5 separate regions of the Mus musculus genome follow, and regions 1, 2, 4 and 5 are each linked to region 3. Evidence: chromatin contacts called from public promoter capture Hi-C data. All regions are on one chromosome and are shown on one strand. Each heading gives the region's core, a stretch centred on a gene start, on an enhancer-like site or on the middle of the called end of the contact. The rest is flanking DNA. Distances are from core to core; before and after follow the strand shown. Region 1 holds the start of Top2a (topoisomerase (DNA) II alpha). Region 2 overlaps Rara (retinoic acid receptor, alpha). Region 3 holds the start of Jup (junction plakoglobin). Region 4 holds the start of Tmem106a (transmembrane protein 106A). Region 5 holds the start of Ccr7 (chemokine (C-C motif) receptor 7).

Region 1 (2,700 bases), core at 109-2,608, 1.4 Mb after region 3:
GAAGACAGGATCAGAACAAGGTTAAAACTCTACTCCTTTGGTTTTCCCACCAGCCAGGCCACATTTCTTCATTGGCCTTCTCTTTCACTTTGCCAGCAGGGTTGTTGTTGGACACGTGAAGTTATTTAATAATGGTTGATCTTGGGCGCCTTTTGGAAAGGAAAAATGTTTAAATTTAAGAAATTCCTTGCTGATAATAGCGATTTTTTTGAGGGTGGTGGTGGGGTTAGAGAAAGGGTTTCTCTGTGTAGCCCTGGCTGCTCTGGAACCTGCTCTGTAGACCAGGCTGGCCATAAACTCCAAGATCCACCTGCTTCTGCCTCCCAAGTGCTGGGATTAAAGGGGTGGTGTCGTCACACATAACCAGTTTATATCTACCATTTTTACTTTTAGCACAGGAAATTGAAGCTTCCTCCATCGAGAACCCACCAAGCCCCCACCTCTTATGTCAAATTGAACGGTGCTCTAGACTGCATTATGCATAGAGGGCAAATATAAAGAGCTCTTGTAGATTCCCTCAGCAGCTGACTGAGGGAGAAGTTCCCGTCTCATGAGGGCCTCTCAGCTCCACTGAAGAAGCATGAATGAATCTTTGTATCAGGGGTGATCCACAGGGAGTGTTAGTGCTGCTCGCGATTTTGCTGGCATCTCTATACTCTTCGTGTGTGGCAGCCTAAGACCGCAAGCAGAAGAACTTGCCAGAACTTTGCCAGCATTAACTCAGCGCTTCTCAACTTCCTAAGGTTGCGACCCTTCAACATAGCGTCTCATGTTGTGATGCCCTGCTACCATAATTATTCCATTGCTACTTCATAACTGTAATTTTTTTGCTGCTGTTATGAGTTGTAAGGTAAACTATCTGATATGCGACCCCCAAGAGTCACGACCCACAGGCTGAGAACCGCTGCCTTGGCCAGCCTTGAGGGAGGGATGGCGTTGTTTCCTCGGTCAGGAAAAAAAAAGGAAAACTCATCGCAGGATTAAGACTCTGTAATCTCAACAGATCTGAAATAAAGAATGAGCATCCGTTTTCTAGTTATATTCAGAAGGACGGCTTAGTCAACCACTTTGCACTTCCAAAATGCCTTCCCTCTCTTCAGAGTGTCTCTCAGAGCACATGGACCTTCCTCATTGGTCAGATTTTCTGTCAGTACCACCAACAATTGCTATTGGTCCATTTTGAAGATTCTCCCGCCTTCTTTTACCTAATTGGTTTATTCGAAAAGGCGGTCTTTTGTTCGAATAAAAGACGATCTACGATTGGTTACTGCAAACAGAGCCAATGAGAGCGAGTCGGTGATTGGTTCCTCTGATTTGGGCGGGCTAGATAAAGGTTCAAATGAAACTAGGGAAGCTCTCCTAACCGACAAGCGTCTGTGAGGGGAGCGTCCAGGTCCCGCGTCGCGCGTCGCGGGTCGCCTAGCGTTTCCCGCTGGTTTTGTCGCTTTCCGGATTCTCGAGCCTCTTCAGGACCGTCACCATGGAGTTGTCACCGCTGCAGGTACAGCTCGCGGATGGGGCCGGGTAGTAGAGCCTTTACGTGGCCTCTGCGTTCATGGCTGACGGCGAGAGTTGAGGTTCCAGGGCCGAGCGCTGGCCGGCGACCGGCTGGATCCGGTCAGCCCCATCTTCTGGGCCTTGAGGGGTCGTGGACTGGGTGAAGCTCTTTCCGAAATGATATCTATAATCTAATCTGGGTTCTTGAGTGTTGTGTTTTTATTGTTTGTGGGAGCAGGTTCAACTAGTCCTGCGATCGGTCTGTAGTCTAATGGCTTCTGTGTGACTTCCAGCCGGCTTATACTCGAATTCAGTGGCCCTCTTCCCTTCCCTGGGTGATTTGAATAACTCATCACGGAAGGTGCAGAGCATGGCAGTTCCCATTGAGGAGCTGGCCGACCGAGTGGCTCAAAAAAAGTCCAGTTTCGGGATGTGAATGTAGCCAAGGGTTTGCATTGCTAGCATCCCAACTGCTACGGGTGGATACCATCTGTAATCGGCACGAGCCTATGTCGGCACTCACTAAATATTTTCCCATTAGATGGAAGAAGTTGAGTGTAGTTTATCGATGACATAAAAAATATTACTCAAGGCAGAAATGTCCATACTTGCAGAACTAAAATACCTATTTAAACGGGCATCTGTAGCCAGACCTAGTGGGGCAGGCCTGAAATGGCAGCTGCTCCAGAGACTGAGGCAAGAGGATGCCTTAAGCTATTTAATGGGACTCTCAAAAACAGCAACAGGGGGTGAAAAAAATGGTCTGGGAATTTTGCTCAGTGGTCAGAGCATTTGCCTAGCATGTGCATGCAAGGGGGGGTGGGGGGACCTTGGGTTCCATCCCCAGCATCACGAATACTCAAACCACAGAACCTAATCACAAGGATTTTAATTGACTTGTTCGTTCAAAACTATGTAAACTCTACCAGTACCTACAAGCAGGGGATAGATGGTGATAGAGTGTATGGACTTTATCATTGTTGCAGATATTTTGTTGACCACTTCTGATAAACTTGTGGCTAAAATTAAGTTTATTTTTAATTCCCCTAATGGCTAGCCTGTAAATGAAAATATGCTAATGAACAAAAAGAAGAATGAAGATGGCAAGAAAAGATTGTCTATTGAAAGAATCTATCAGAAAAAAACACAACTGGAACATATACTGCTCCGCCCAGATACCTACATTGGCTCTGTGGAGTTAGT
Region 2 (2,700 bases), core at 34-2,533, 1.4 Mb after region 3:
CTCAGCCTACACTTCCTGACAGTGTAGGAGGAGACAGGGGAAGGGCAGCAGAGGCGGCCTGGGTGTGCAGTACCCCTCGCGGCTGGCATACCGTAGTGTACTTGCCCAGCTGGCAGAGGGCCGGGAAGGTCTCCTGGTGCGCTTTGCGAACCTTCTCAATGAGCTCGCCCACCTCAGGCGTCAGCGTGTAGCTCTCTGAGCACTCGGGCTTGGGTGCCTCTTTCTTCTTTTTGTTTCGATCGTTTCGCACCGCTGGGGGGAGGGAGGGGTGGAAGGGGGGACATGGGTTGGTTAGAGAGTGACTGCTTTTGGCTCGGGGTCGTCCAGCCTATGCTGTCCACCACCCAGACAGACACACACAGACAGACAGACAGATCCACAAAACAGTGCCCCACACTAACCTGTCTGACTCATATCCTAAATCCTATTTTAGGGCCTGGGACTGTGGCTGAGGCCACACCACACATGTGCACATATGCCCTCCGCCAGTGTGTGGTACCCTGTCGTCATGCACCCATGGCAGCAGCCCACACTCTAAGAACATGTGCCCAGGTTGGCAGTCACACACACTGAGTCCCCGCTTTGGTGCCTGCCAGGAATCCCTGCTGTCCCAGCTCTCCTGGCAGCGATCTCCCTGGGGGATTCCTAAGACTGGCTCAAAGCAGCTTCCCTGGGCAGGCAGGGAATAAGGCTCCCCAACCAGAGAATGGGGGCCCCCTGGCAGAAGAATCTCTTGGCCCATTAGCCGGGGAGCTGACAGATCGCTGGGAGGGGGGCGCTGAGCCGCACACACCGCTCGGGCTTTAAAGAAGCGATGGGGTCGTTACCAGCCGATTATCCCAGACACACAATCACTCACAGGGCCTCCGTGGCGGCTGCTGACGCGGGAGGAAGGAAGGGTGGGGGTGGGGGTCCAGGGAGGGGACGGGGGGGGGGTGATGGGGGGGGAAGCTGGCATAATTTGGAGATCACTCATGTCGATTCTGCAAATTCAATAAAGTGCAGGGGAGAGAAGGGAGAGGCAGAGTGGGGGATAATTTGGGAAGAGAAAATTGCAGCTGTGACAAGACGTTTATCATTCGGAAGCTTTAATTCTATTGAAATGGCAGCTGCTCAGCTCCGGGGCACGGAGCAGCCGGGAGAGGGAGAGGAGGGAGAGAAAGAAAGGGGGAGTTGTTGTGGGAAGGAGAGGGGGTCCCCACCCTCGTCCTGTTCTAATAGTTCAAAGAAGGAAGGTGGGGCAAAGGGAGAAGGAAGTGACGGCCCCTTTACCAAAAGGTCTCAGTTCTGCACGTCCCAAGTTGTCACAGACTCTGCAGAGGACCGTCACTAGTCACTACTTCCTGAGTACAAGACCAGCACTCCCGTGTCTCTGGTGACAGGAGGCAGCAGGATATCCAGCTCCCCAATTCCTGGCTGGGGCTGCTGGTGCATTAGTCAGAACCATCTTTCTCAGCACCCCTCCCCACAAAGGGCTGGAGGGGGTCTTGCAGCCCCCTCCCCCACCTCATCCCCCAAGGCTCGGGCTCCATGGCAACGGCCACGCAGACAAGGAGGCGTCTGTCAGCGTCATTTATCTCTGACATCATCAATCACTGGTCACCACGGCAACACCCATGATTCAACACAAGAGGGTCTCCCCGTCCAGCCCTCCCCTCTGTCCCTCCCTCCGTCAGGGCCTCAGCTGAGCCCAAACTGGAAACCCCCTTTCCTCTGGGATCTGAGAAGCCCAATTCTCTTCCAACTCAGGGTTCCAGGTTTATCCAGACAATGGCTTCAGGGGGTCCTATGTCAGCCCCCCCATACATACAGACCAACTTCACACCTTTTCGAGTTCAGGCCTCTCCCTTAAGATACAGGAGGGACTGGGATAAGCTACTGAGCCACACCCAAAGCCAAGCAAAACCCAGAAGAAAGCTATCCTGGGGGCAGGCACCCCATACACAAGCAGGCATGCAAGCAACCACCATGCTAAGGGGACCGCTCTGTGCATTCTGGGCTTAACACCAAACGATCCATGGACACGCAGCCAGCCAGACTCCCAGGTTTGTGGTGTTATCTACAAAGCATCCTTAACTAGAAGCTTGCCCGCCTGCCGCGGCACACATGTTCCCACATGTATACACAGGCACACACACACACACACACACACACACACACACACAGCACCCCTGCACGCCCCACCTTGGGCGGGGCTTGGCCCCTGGCCCTGCGACACTCACACTCCTTGGACATGCCCACGTCGAAACATTTCTGCAGCCGGCAGTACTGGCAGCGGTTCCGGGTCACCTTGTTGATGATGCAGTTCTTGTCCCGGTGACACGTATACACCATGTTCTTCTGGATGCTTCGTCGGAAGAAGCCCTGGGGACAGGAGAAGGAGACGGGTTATCCACACCCACAGCGGGAGCAGCCTAGCAGCTACCCCTAAGCTTTTGCTATGGCCTATGTAATAATGGTAGAAAAATGGGGGAGGATGACTCTTTTGAAAAGATGCTCTCTGGGAGAGCCCAAGCCTGTCGCTATCTCACAGGCTGGCCTGGAGTCTTCCCTAGCCAACATCCCTGTACCTGATTTTTTTTTTCAGAGACAAAGACTCAGGGCTGCAGAGGACACAGGACACACAAGGTTGGAGATGGGAAAGGAGGCATCTGGAACTCACAGCCTGGACTCAGGACACAGCATGAAAAGACAGCAGGA
Region 3 (2,700 bases), core at 68-2,567:
TGGCGCACGCCTTTAATCCCAGCACTCGGGAGGCAGAGGCAGGTGGATTTCTGGGTTCGAGGCCAGCCTGGTCTACAAAGTGAGTTCCAGGATAGCCAGGGCTATACAGAGAAACTCTGTCTGGAAAAACAAAAACAAAAACAAAAACAAAAAAAAAAAAAAAAGAAAGAAGGTGTCGGAGTTTAGAGTGTACCATATTTCCTAGTCTTGTGATCTCTTTGGAGCGTAGTTTTAAAATCGCATTACATTTTATTTACTTTTATGTGTGTGGCACTTGTGCCAAGGCGGGAGATCAGAGGACAGAGGACAACCTGTGAGACTTGGCTGTTGTCTCCCTCCATGAGGTATCAGACTCGGGTGGTCACATCTGCACAACTGAGGCACCACACAAGCCCATTAAAAATATTCTTTTAACATGGATCATTTCGATCCCACTTTGAAGACCAGGCTGGCCTCTTAACTCACAGAGATCTGCCTGCCTCTGCCTCCTCGAGTGCCACCACTGCCTGGCTGCTCCAGCACTTTTTAAGAACTGTCTCGAACTGAGACAGTTTAAATACTGACATTCCTCAGCTGTTTAAGTGCTACTACAAAGCTTATTTCATTTAATCTCTCCAACCTAAGATAGATAAAGCTAATGAACCCACTTTACAGAAGAGATACAGGGTGAAAGGTACACTAACTAGCCTAAGGTCATACAAAGATTAAGGGGAGAACCCAAACCCAGGCCTGCTAATTCTAAACAGAAGGGATCAGGGAACACTCCATCTTTTGTAGGGGGGAGAAAATCCCAACCCAGCACAAAGCCTATGAAATGCTTTACAAACATCTTATTACTACGTTGAGGCAAGAATGAATAAGCCTGACGCTGAGTTGGCTGGCTAGTGAAGGCGTCAGTCCTTTCCCATGCCTCCCCCTGACTCACCTGTTGGACAGGTAGGGGGGGAAGGGGAGAATAATGAGTCTTACCTGCTCAGGGCTAGGGTGGGGCAAGTCACGCCCCACCTGATCCATTGGCTTTTTCCTTAGTCTTACTGACAGCCCTCTGTCCAATCATAAAGAAGAAACTTTCTATTTGCCAATAGATGCAGAGTGAGGATGAGACCTCAAGTTGGCGTCCACCCCAGAGTCGAGTGGCAGTCCCTGGGGCCAATGGTGAGCGCATAAACAGAGGCGGCCGTGGTAGAGGTCCCGGCGCGAGGCTCCGCCCCTCGATGGGATAGTCAGGCTGGGCAGCCAGTGAGATAGCCTCAGAGGGTGGGAGTCTCCCTAGGGGGCGGAGCTTCGAGGGGGCGAGAGGTGTGGCTTGGCTGTCAGGTCCCTTTGCCTTTTGTTCGGTTACTGAGTTGCTGCCTTGGCCAGAGTCCGGAGCAGCCGCCGCCCGAGTGCGCCGAGCTCAGTTCGCTGCCCGCGCCGGCTCCCTCCCGGCCAGACCCGACCCCGATTCGGCTCAGCCCGGCTCCACGCTCAGGTACACCCGATCGGGGTACGAATCACTGTGGGAGAGTAGGGACAGCAAGCGGCCGGGAGGCTGGTTCCAGCGGTTTCAGGGCAGGTGAGGGCGGGTGTCAGGGAGCGCATCCTACACCAGCGACAGGGGGCGCGCTGGGGTCCGGGGCGCGGGACCCTTGGGACAAGCAATCTGGGTTGGAGCGCCCCTCCAGGCTCGGTGAACCGCAGGTCTGAGAAGGGTGGGGAGGAACTAGGGCAGGTGCCTCGGAGTTCGCGCCTCCCCCAGGGCCCCAGAGCTCGCCTAACACGGCGTCCCTGACTCTCCCCTGGAGCTGACCGAGCAGACTTTGACCCGCTCCGCCTGGTCCCGGAGCTCACGGTGACAGGAATTTACCGTTTGGGAAACTTGCTGCCTAGTCTCTTTGGGGCCACCCTCACCGCACCCCACGCGTCATCCTCGCTTTCTCTCCCTCCCTCCCTACTCCCCCAGGCCTGGGTGGGGCCCTATTGTCTGCGCCCAGCTTTCCAAACTGTGGGGGCCGAGTGCACATTTTCCCAGGGACGCAATTCCCACCTGCTGAGCAGAGCAGGTGAGCGCTTGGAAGACGGAGGCCCTGCCCTGCAGCTCCGAGCTGGACCTGTGGCGCCTCCCTCCGCTCTAGTGTACGCCGGTCAATGCCTTCTCCTACGGAGGTGGGATAGGGTGACTGGGGAACTGGTGAAGGGTCTGGGCTGAGTGCCCTACCGATGTCTGACACTGGTGGCTTGGCCTGGAGTCTGGGCCGGTAGAGAAAATTTAAGAAGCACTCGCCCAGTTTTTAGTAGCTGTGGTTTCCAGAGTGTTGATAGGGAAACAGCAATATCTTTTGATTTCTGCAACCCATTCTTGTTGAGAAATCACTCCAAACAAACTTTCCAGGAGAAAGTAACCATGGGAGCCTTTTCTAGGATTTTTCTAGTCTCCTTGTTGAGAGCTGATTCTAGGCTTGGTGGTACTTCTTGGAGGAAAACCCCTTCCCCCAGTCAGCTCCAAGCTGAACGTAGCCAGTGTGTGCGCTTTGACCCTGTTCTCCCTGCCCCCAACTCCATCCTGTTTGCCAGGCCCCTAAGGCCTGAGGTAGGGACCAATGGGGGTGGGGTGGGGGCGTTGCTGAAAGGGGAAGTGTCTTCTTCCTTCCCCCTCCTCCGGAGACCATCACACCCCCTTATATGAGGCCTGCTAAGTATCTGTCCTCCCAAGCTCTGCCC
Region 4 (2,700 bases), core at 143-2,642, 1.2 Mb before region 3:
TAGGATAGGCTTGTCCTCATCCTTCCGAGAGGTGAGCTGGGAGACTGCCTTACCCATAGTCCAGCGGAATTTTTCACTAATGAGAAATAAAACAAGGTTCAGAGCTATTAACCTGTTAGCACTGATGTGAGGTTTTAAGTTTTTAAGATTGCCAAGAAGCCCTACCATTATCTAAGAAGCTTTTGCTTAGGGAAGAACAGTTTGGGAGGTGCCTTGGAACTCTTTTTTTTTTTTTTTTAAGTAAGAGTTCAATTCAGAGGAAATCAAAGAAAAGCAGAAGTTATTTCACTTTAAGGGATTTCTGCAAGTGAATGTAGAATTTTTTTTTTTAAACCAGGAAAAGCTGAGCTGTCCTTTATTTTAAAGACAGGGAAGCTGGGTAGGACTAGGAGCGGGAAGCACAGCTTCCTATTATGGAAGGGTCCTTTTGTCTTTTCTAATCAAGTGATTACTCTGTAGAAATCCCAGAGCAGATAGGCCTGAAATCTGATTGGGAGTGTAGAAGGCAGGCTTCTTTCTATTCGGGAGTTTGGCTGGAAAAGCAGGGCTTAAGGGGTCAGAGTTGCGCACGCCTTTGATTCCAGCACTCGGGAGGCAGAGGCAGGCGGATTTCTGAGTTCGAGGCCAGCTTGGTCTACAGAGTGAGTTCCAGGACAGCCAGGGCTATACAGAGAAACCCTGTCTCGAAAAAACCAAAAAAAAAAAAAAAAAAAAAAAAAGAGCTGTGGCTAAGAAACCCTGTGAAACTGGACTGGGAGGGAGCCTTGATCCATTCATTGCTTTCTGAGACTTCGGAGTCTGTTCTTCCTAAGGCAAGGTCAAGGCCAAATCTGAACTTTGCCCCCAATCCCTGAGTAGTGGCTTGAATGACGCAGTAACTCCTTAGGATACTCACATCTTCCTGGGCTAAAATAAAGACCCTTACTCACCTGGTTTAGGTCTGGGATTCCAGGCTCTGCTCAGCTCCAAGATTGGGTTTTCTGGAATGCTCCTTTGGGGAGAAGGGCCTCTAGGGTAGGGTGGAGTTGAACAGCTCAATTCAGCGGAGACCAGAGAGAGTCAATGTGTTGAAAGTGGGGAGCAGGGACTCTTGTCTACCGGGAGGGTCAAGTCCTCTCTACTAGGGGATTCTGCTATGGTAGGCAAGGAAGGAAAAGGTAGGATTTCATCGAGGAAGGATTTTAAATCCCACCTCACTGGCCGTTAGTCAAATTTGGGCAACAACGTGTTGGGCGCTGAGTAAGCCCAAACGTCTCTGAATTCTTGCTTTGAAAAGGGTAAAGAGATGGGGTCCCAGGGACGCCTTACCAGGTGACAACGCCCTCAGCAAAATCGAAACTGCGGGAGCTGCACATTTAACACAAGCTCGGAGTCCAAGCCGGGCTCGGCCCCGCCCCTCGCTCCCGCCCCGCCCTCTCCTCCTGAGAGGCCACTGGAAGACACTTCCGGCTCTGCGAGTCTCACAGGACAAATGTTGCTATCGCCAGGACCAAACTAGTTCAGGTACGAGTTTCAAATAACACGTATTCACAATTCTTTTAAGTTGCTACGTGCAAGTACAACGGAACGAAAAACTGGACCTAGATGGACAGGTCCCTCCAAATATACCCAATTTCTCACATCATGGGGCTCTGCCTCTACCCCAAACCCCAGGAAAACATTTTAAACAATAAACAGCTTGGTTGGCTTGCAGTTTGAATTGTGGTTTATTTAGAAGCATTCAAGAGTTAGATTGTAAATAAACATATTATGAGTAATTAAGATCGCCATTTATTATAAATACCAACTAAGTTAAATAATACTATTTTAACTATCCCCTTTGAGCTGGAGTTCAGATACCTTTTCTCAAACATGAATAAAATCTTTAGTGTTGTGTTGCCTTTTCTTTCACCATCTGGACCCAAAGCTTCCCTTTATAAACTAAATGAGACCTAGAACTCTTGACAGAGCCTTCTTCCCATCTATTCTAATGGTAAACTAACCTTTCTGTGGGTTAGCCCCAAAGCATTACTTCCTGTTCTCGGCTTTCTAGGGCTGGATACCTCACAAGGGGATTCCACACATTCGGAAAGTCAGCAGCAGTTCTGTGTCCTTTCACCCACACCCGACCTTACTGAGATGAGTATTTGCACATGCTTGTCCTTCCAATCCACTGTGACAGTCAGTAAAAGGACGACTACTAACTTTCCCTTTCTGTAACAGGTGCCCCCCCCATAGGATTAGCAAAATATTTCACACTACCCAGGATTCTCCTTAAATAAAATTTATGCAAAATTACTTTGACAGACACTGCTCAGTGGGTGCTGTGGGTTAACCCGAATGCCTCCTGTCCTTCCAGGTTCCTGCTAGGCCTTCTGAAAGCAAAGTGTTCCTCATTTCTAAGTCTTTGAGGAACATGACTTTCTTGATCTGCTGTCTTTATGTAGCTATGAGGCTTGCGATTGGTTATAGAAACTAGGTGAATAATTCTTGGAAACATTCAAGGTTAATCTTTAAAAAACAAAAACCAAACTAATATTTAACAGCCCATTAAAAACATCCACATGAACCAAAGGAAAATACTCAATTTCAATACAAGCAGAAGGAAAAGCGATCTAAGGAAGTCCAAGTTACTCGCTTCCACGGACTACAGCGGCGAGAGTTCTGTCCAGCTGAGTTGAAAACTGTCTTCCTACCATTCATCCCATTTCTACAGTGAAA
Region 5 (2,700 bases), core at 127-2,626, 1.2 Mb after region 3:
TGTCTACAATCAGTGGCTAGAGATAAAAAAATTTACAGGTGTCTCTCCTGGAAATGGAACATTTAGATATTTGCTCTAGAACTCAATGGCCACCCACAGTCCCCACATGATCTCTATGCTTGTTTTAAACCCACTCCTTGGACTGGGGAGGTGGCTTAGTAGCTAACAGAGAATTGCCCCACAAACACGAGGAACTGAGTCCAAATCCCAGAACCCTCATAAGCAGCTTGGCAGTAGCATGAGCATTCGTCATCCTAGCAGTCCCCCAAGGAGATGGGAAGCAGAGACAAGAGACCACGCACCCAGAAGGCCAGCTCACCTTAGTATAGAATGGGGCACTCAATAAAGACGTGATACCTGCAACAGAATGGAAGTAGGCTGACACCTGACATTGTCTCTGATCTTCACACGTGCAATGGCATAAAATCCCCACATTCACGCATACGATCGCACACATACACGTGTGTACACACACCATACACACCACACAGGCACAACAATTAAAAATGCCAATAAATATATCAATCAGTTTCCCTGTGGGGGAAAATGGGTGTGGTCACAAAGAATAAAAAAAGTAAAATAAAAATAGGCCAGGCATGGTGGCATATGTCTTTAATACCAGCACTCGGGAGGCAGATGCAGGTAGATCTCCATGGGTTCGAGGCTAGCTAGGTCCACAGAACAAGTTCTAGGACAATCATGGCACTGACAAAAATAAAATAAAATAAAATAAAATAAAATAAAATAAAATAAATAAATAAATAAATAAATAAATAAATAAAATCTCTTCTTGGGGAACCAGTTTGGATAATGACTTAGACTTGATGTCCTCTCGGTTAGTAGAGAAAGCCGAGGGGCTCCAGGCACCCTCATATCTAGCATCTAGGTCCTGTGATGTTTAGCTTAAGTACTAAAAATAAACACTCAAACTTTCACTTCGTGGTTGTGTCACTGAAGCCTTGCTGGCCGGACCGTTCAACAGACCTCACCCTGGCTGCGCAGGTGTATGTCGGGGCTGCCTGGCGGCTGCTGGGACAATAGCCACTGATCAAGTTCATACTGAAAGGGAGACTTTTATTCAAAACCAAGAGAAGGATGCAAGTACACCTCTGACTCCCGAGCCTCAGCCTATCTCACCCCACAGCAGCCACCCAGGCGTGCTTGGCACTCACAGATGTAAGCAGCTCCTCCCTGAGTCTCTACAAGGCACTACTACCAGGGGCTTTCTGAAGGCAAACGACTCAGTGATTCAGGATCCTATGACAGCCGAATGTGGTTATCACATACCTTGTGGCCCAGGAAGACTCTGAGGGGTGGGACAGGAGTGGGAGGGGCTCTGGAACAACTTAAAAGGGGCTCTTACCACTTCCTCCCTGCCAGAGAGGGCTAGCTGGAGAGAGACAAGAACCAAAAGCACAGCCTTCCTGTGTGATTTCTACAGCCCCCAGAGCACCATGGACCCAGGTAAGTAAGCTTTCTCTTAAGAGAAGTCAAAACTTCTGACACAAAGCCAGACTCTAGGGCAATGAACATGCATGGGGGATAGGGGTCATGGGGGGGGGGGGGAGTTTCCAGAGCAATCAGGGCAGTTGGTGTGAACTGGTGGCTGCTTTCAGAGAATGCCATCCCGTTGGATGAGGCATTGGAGAGAGGATGTACCTGCTCTTTCAGACCCAGGGGAAGGAACAGCTGTGGATGCCAAGACAGACACAGGCATAAAGTTGGGTCCTCTCAAGCAGCAGGCAATGAACAGCCTGGTAGACTGACCTTGATGCCTGGATAGAACACGTTCTCAGCTGGTAGGGATGGGTGATGTTCTCTGGCACCTCTGGGGACTAAGAAAATTCTCTTTAGAGAGTTCAGGACACCCTGCTCCCACTCTGGGTCCCTCCTTTCTGTCCTGTTAAACCAGGATTTGAATCTCCTTGCTCACGAGAAGAGTGAAACTGATGGAAACTGTGCTGTGCATAGTGCAATACAAATACTAGCTGCCACCTCTGCCTCTTGTTGTCTCTGCCTGTCATCTGTCTGTCTGTCTCTGTCTGTCTTCCTCCCTCCCTTCCTCCCTCCTACACATCCCAGGTTTTGTGCCTCTTGCAGGTTAAAGGGTGAATGACTAACATAAAATTGAGTGGCCCAGGGGGCACTCCACGTAGAGAAACTGTAGCCAGCACAGCACAGCCCCTAAAACAAAGCCCACACACCACAGCCCTCTCTATAACAAGCTATTCTACCAGGCAAGCCTCAGTGTCTACTATAGCAAAGTGCCAAGGGGAGTCCAGCTCCAGACACCCCAGTTACACATCTTAAATCTCGGCTGCAGAGTCAGACTCGGCTGGGGCTGGAGGGGCCAAGTTCCTAGAGTTCCGCTCACCAGCCTCAAAGCCACAAGGGGTTGACTTTAAAAAGTGAAGGTTCCCTGGTGCTGTCCTCACACCCCCTCCAAGCCACACCACAGCCAGCAGCATCTTTATCTGTCTCTCCTGCCCAGCGTGCATTGCACCCTAGATCTAGATCCAGCTGTGGAAGGTATATAGTGGGGTCCACCTCTGCTGGCTATGAACTCATGGGAAGCAGGATTTTGTTCTTACACCTCTGCCTCTCAGATGTTTTGGGTGTAAGTAAAAAGTGTTGATGGGAGGGAGGGAGAGAGGGATGGAGGAATGGATGGATGGATGGATGGATGGATGGATGGATGGA

What was found. Promoter capture Hi-C pulls out the DNA fragments that hold promoters and counts their contacts. Capture Hi-C pulls out chosen DNA fragments and counts their contacts.
Region 1: a contact with region 3 is called in a promoter capture Hi-C map of pre-B cells, with 2.8 times the contacts expected there. The contact joins the promoter of Top2a here to the promoter of Jup in region 3. A contact is called at or near these places in 5 of 39 promoter capture datasets (embryonic stem cells, hippocampal neurons, liver and 1 more), 3 of 115 datasets of contacts at active chromatin or transcription factors (astrocytes, embryonic forebrain and epiblast stem cells) and 1 of 9 other capture datasets (liver).
Region 2: a promoter capture Hi-C map of hippocampal neurons shows a contact between it and region 3, with 5 times the contacts expected there. The contact joins the enhancer-like site here to the promoter of Jup in region 3. A contact is called at or near these places in 7 of 39 promoter capture datasets (the 3T3-L1 cell line, cranial neural crest, embryonic stem cells and 3 more), 9 of 115 datasets of contacts at active chromatin or transcription factors (differentiating embryonic stem cells, embryonic hindbrain, embryonic stem cells and 3 more) and 1 of 9 other capture datasets (embryonic stem cells).
Region 4: a promoter capture Hi-C map of liver shows a contact between it and region 3, with 3 times the contacts expected there. The contact joins the promoter of Tmem106a here to the promoter of Jup in region 3. A contact is called at or near these places in 2 of 39 promoter capture datasets (liver and pre-B cells) and 2 of 9 other capture datasets (liver and pancreatic islet).
Region 5: a promoter capture Hi-C map of liver shows a contact between it and region 3, with 5 times the contacts expected there. The contact joins the promoter of Ccr7 here to the promoter of Jup in region 3. A contact is called at or near these places in 5 of 39 promoter capture datasets (hippocampal neurons, liver, pre-B cells and 1 more) and 2 of 115 datasets of contacts at active chromatin or transcription factors (both in embryonic stem cells).

What each region holds. Positions count from the first base shown.
Region 1 is chr11:99,022,847-99,025,546 of GRCm38.p6, reverse strand. It overlaps Top2a (topoisomerase (DNA) II alpha), which reads left to right and starts at 1,358. Exons shown (of 36, transcript NM_011623.2): 1 at 1,358-1,501; 2 at 2,555-2,700. The coding sequence starts at 1,481.
Region 2 is chr11:98,967,709-98,970,408 of GRCm38.p6, reverse strand. It overlaps Rara (retinoic acid receptor, alpha), which reads right to left. Exons shown (of 9, transcript NM_009024.2): 4 at 2,223-2,364; 5 at 92-252. Among named protein-coding and RNA genes, the nearest start is that of Gjd3, 14 kb to the left of the region's middle. Within about 2 kb of position 1,283, at least 82 of the 459 cell types and tissues checked have an H3K27ac peak or open chromatin away from gene starts, as enhancers often do. A contact at or near this core is called in forebrain, hippocampal neurons and liver, where this site is marked.
Region 3 is chr11:100,396,407-100,399,106 of GRCm38.p6, reverse strand. Jup (junction plakoglobin) reads left to right here and starts at 1,317. Exons shown (of 14, transcript NM_010593.2): 1 at 1,317-1,471. It overlaps Gm12348 (predicted gene 12348), which reads right to left and starts at 991. Exons shown (of 4, transcript NR_132425.1): 1 at 970-991.
Region 4 is chr11:101,580,934-101,583,633 of GRCm38.p6, reverse strand. Tmem106a (transmembrane protein 106A) reads right to left here and starts at 1,392. Exons shown (of 9, transcript NM_144830.3): 1 at 1,309-1,392; 2 at 930-1,009; 3 at 1-76. The coding sequence starts at 57. Nbr1 (NBR1, autophagy cargo receptor) reads right to left here. Exons shown (of 24, transcript NM_008676.3): 24 at 1,683-2,700.
Region 5 is chr11:99,153,753-99,156,452 of GRCm38.p6, reverse strand. Ccr7 (chemokine (C-C motif) receptor 7) reads left to right here and starts at 1,376. Exons shown (of 3, transcript NM_007719.2): 1 at 1,376-1,464. The coding sequence starts at 1,455.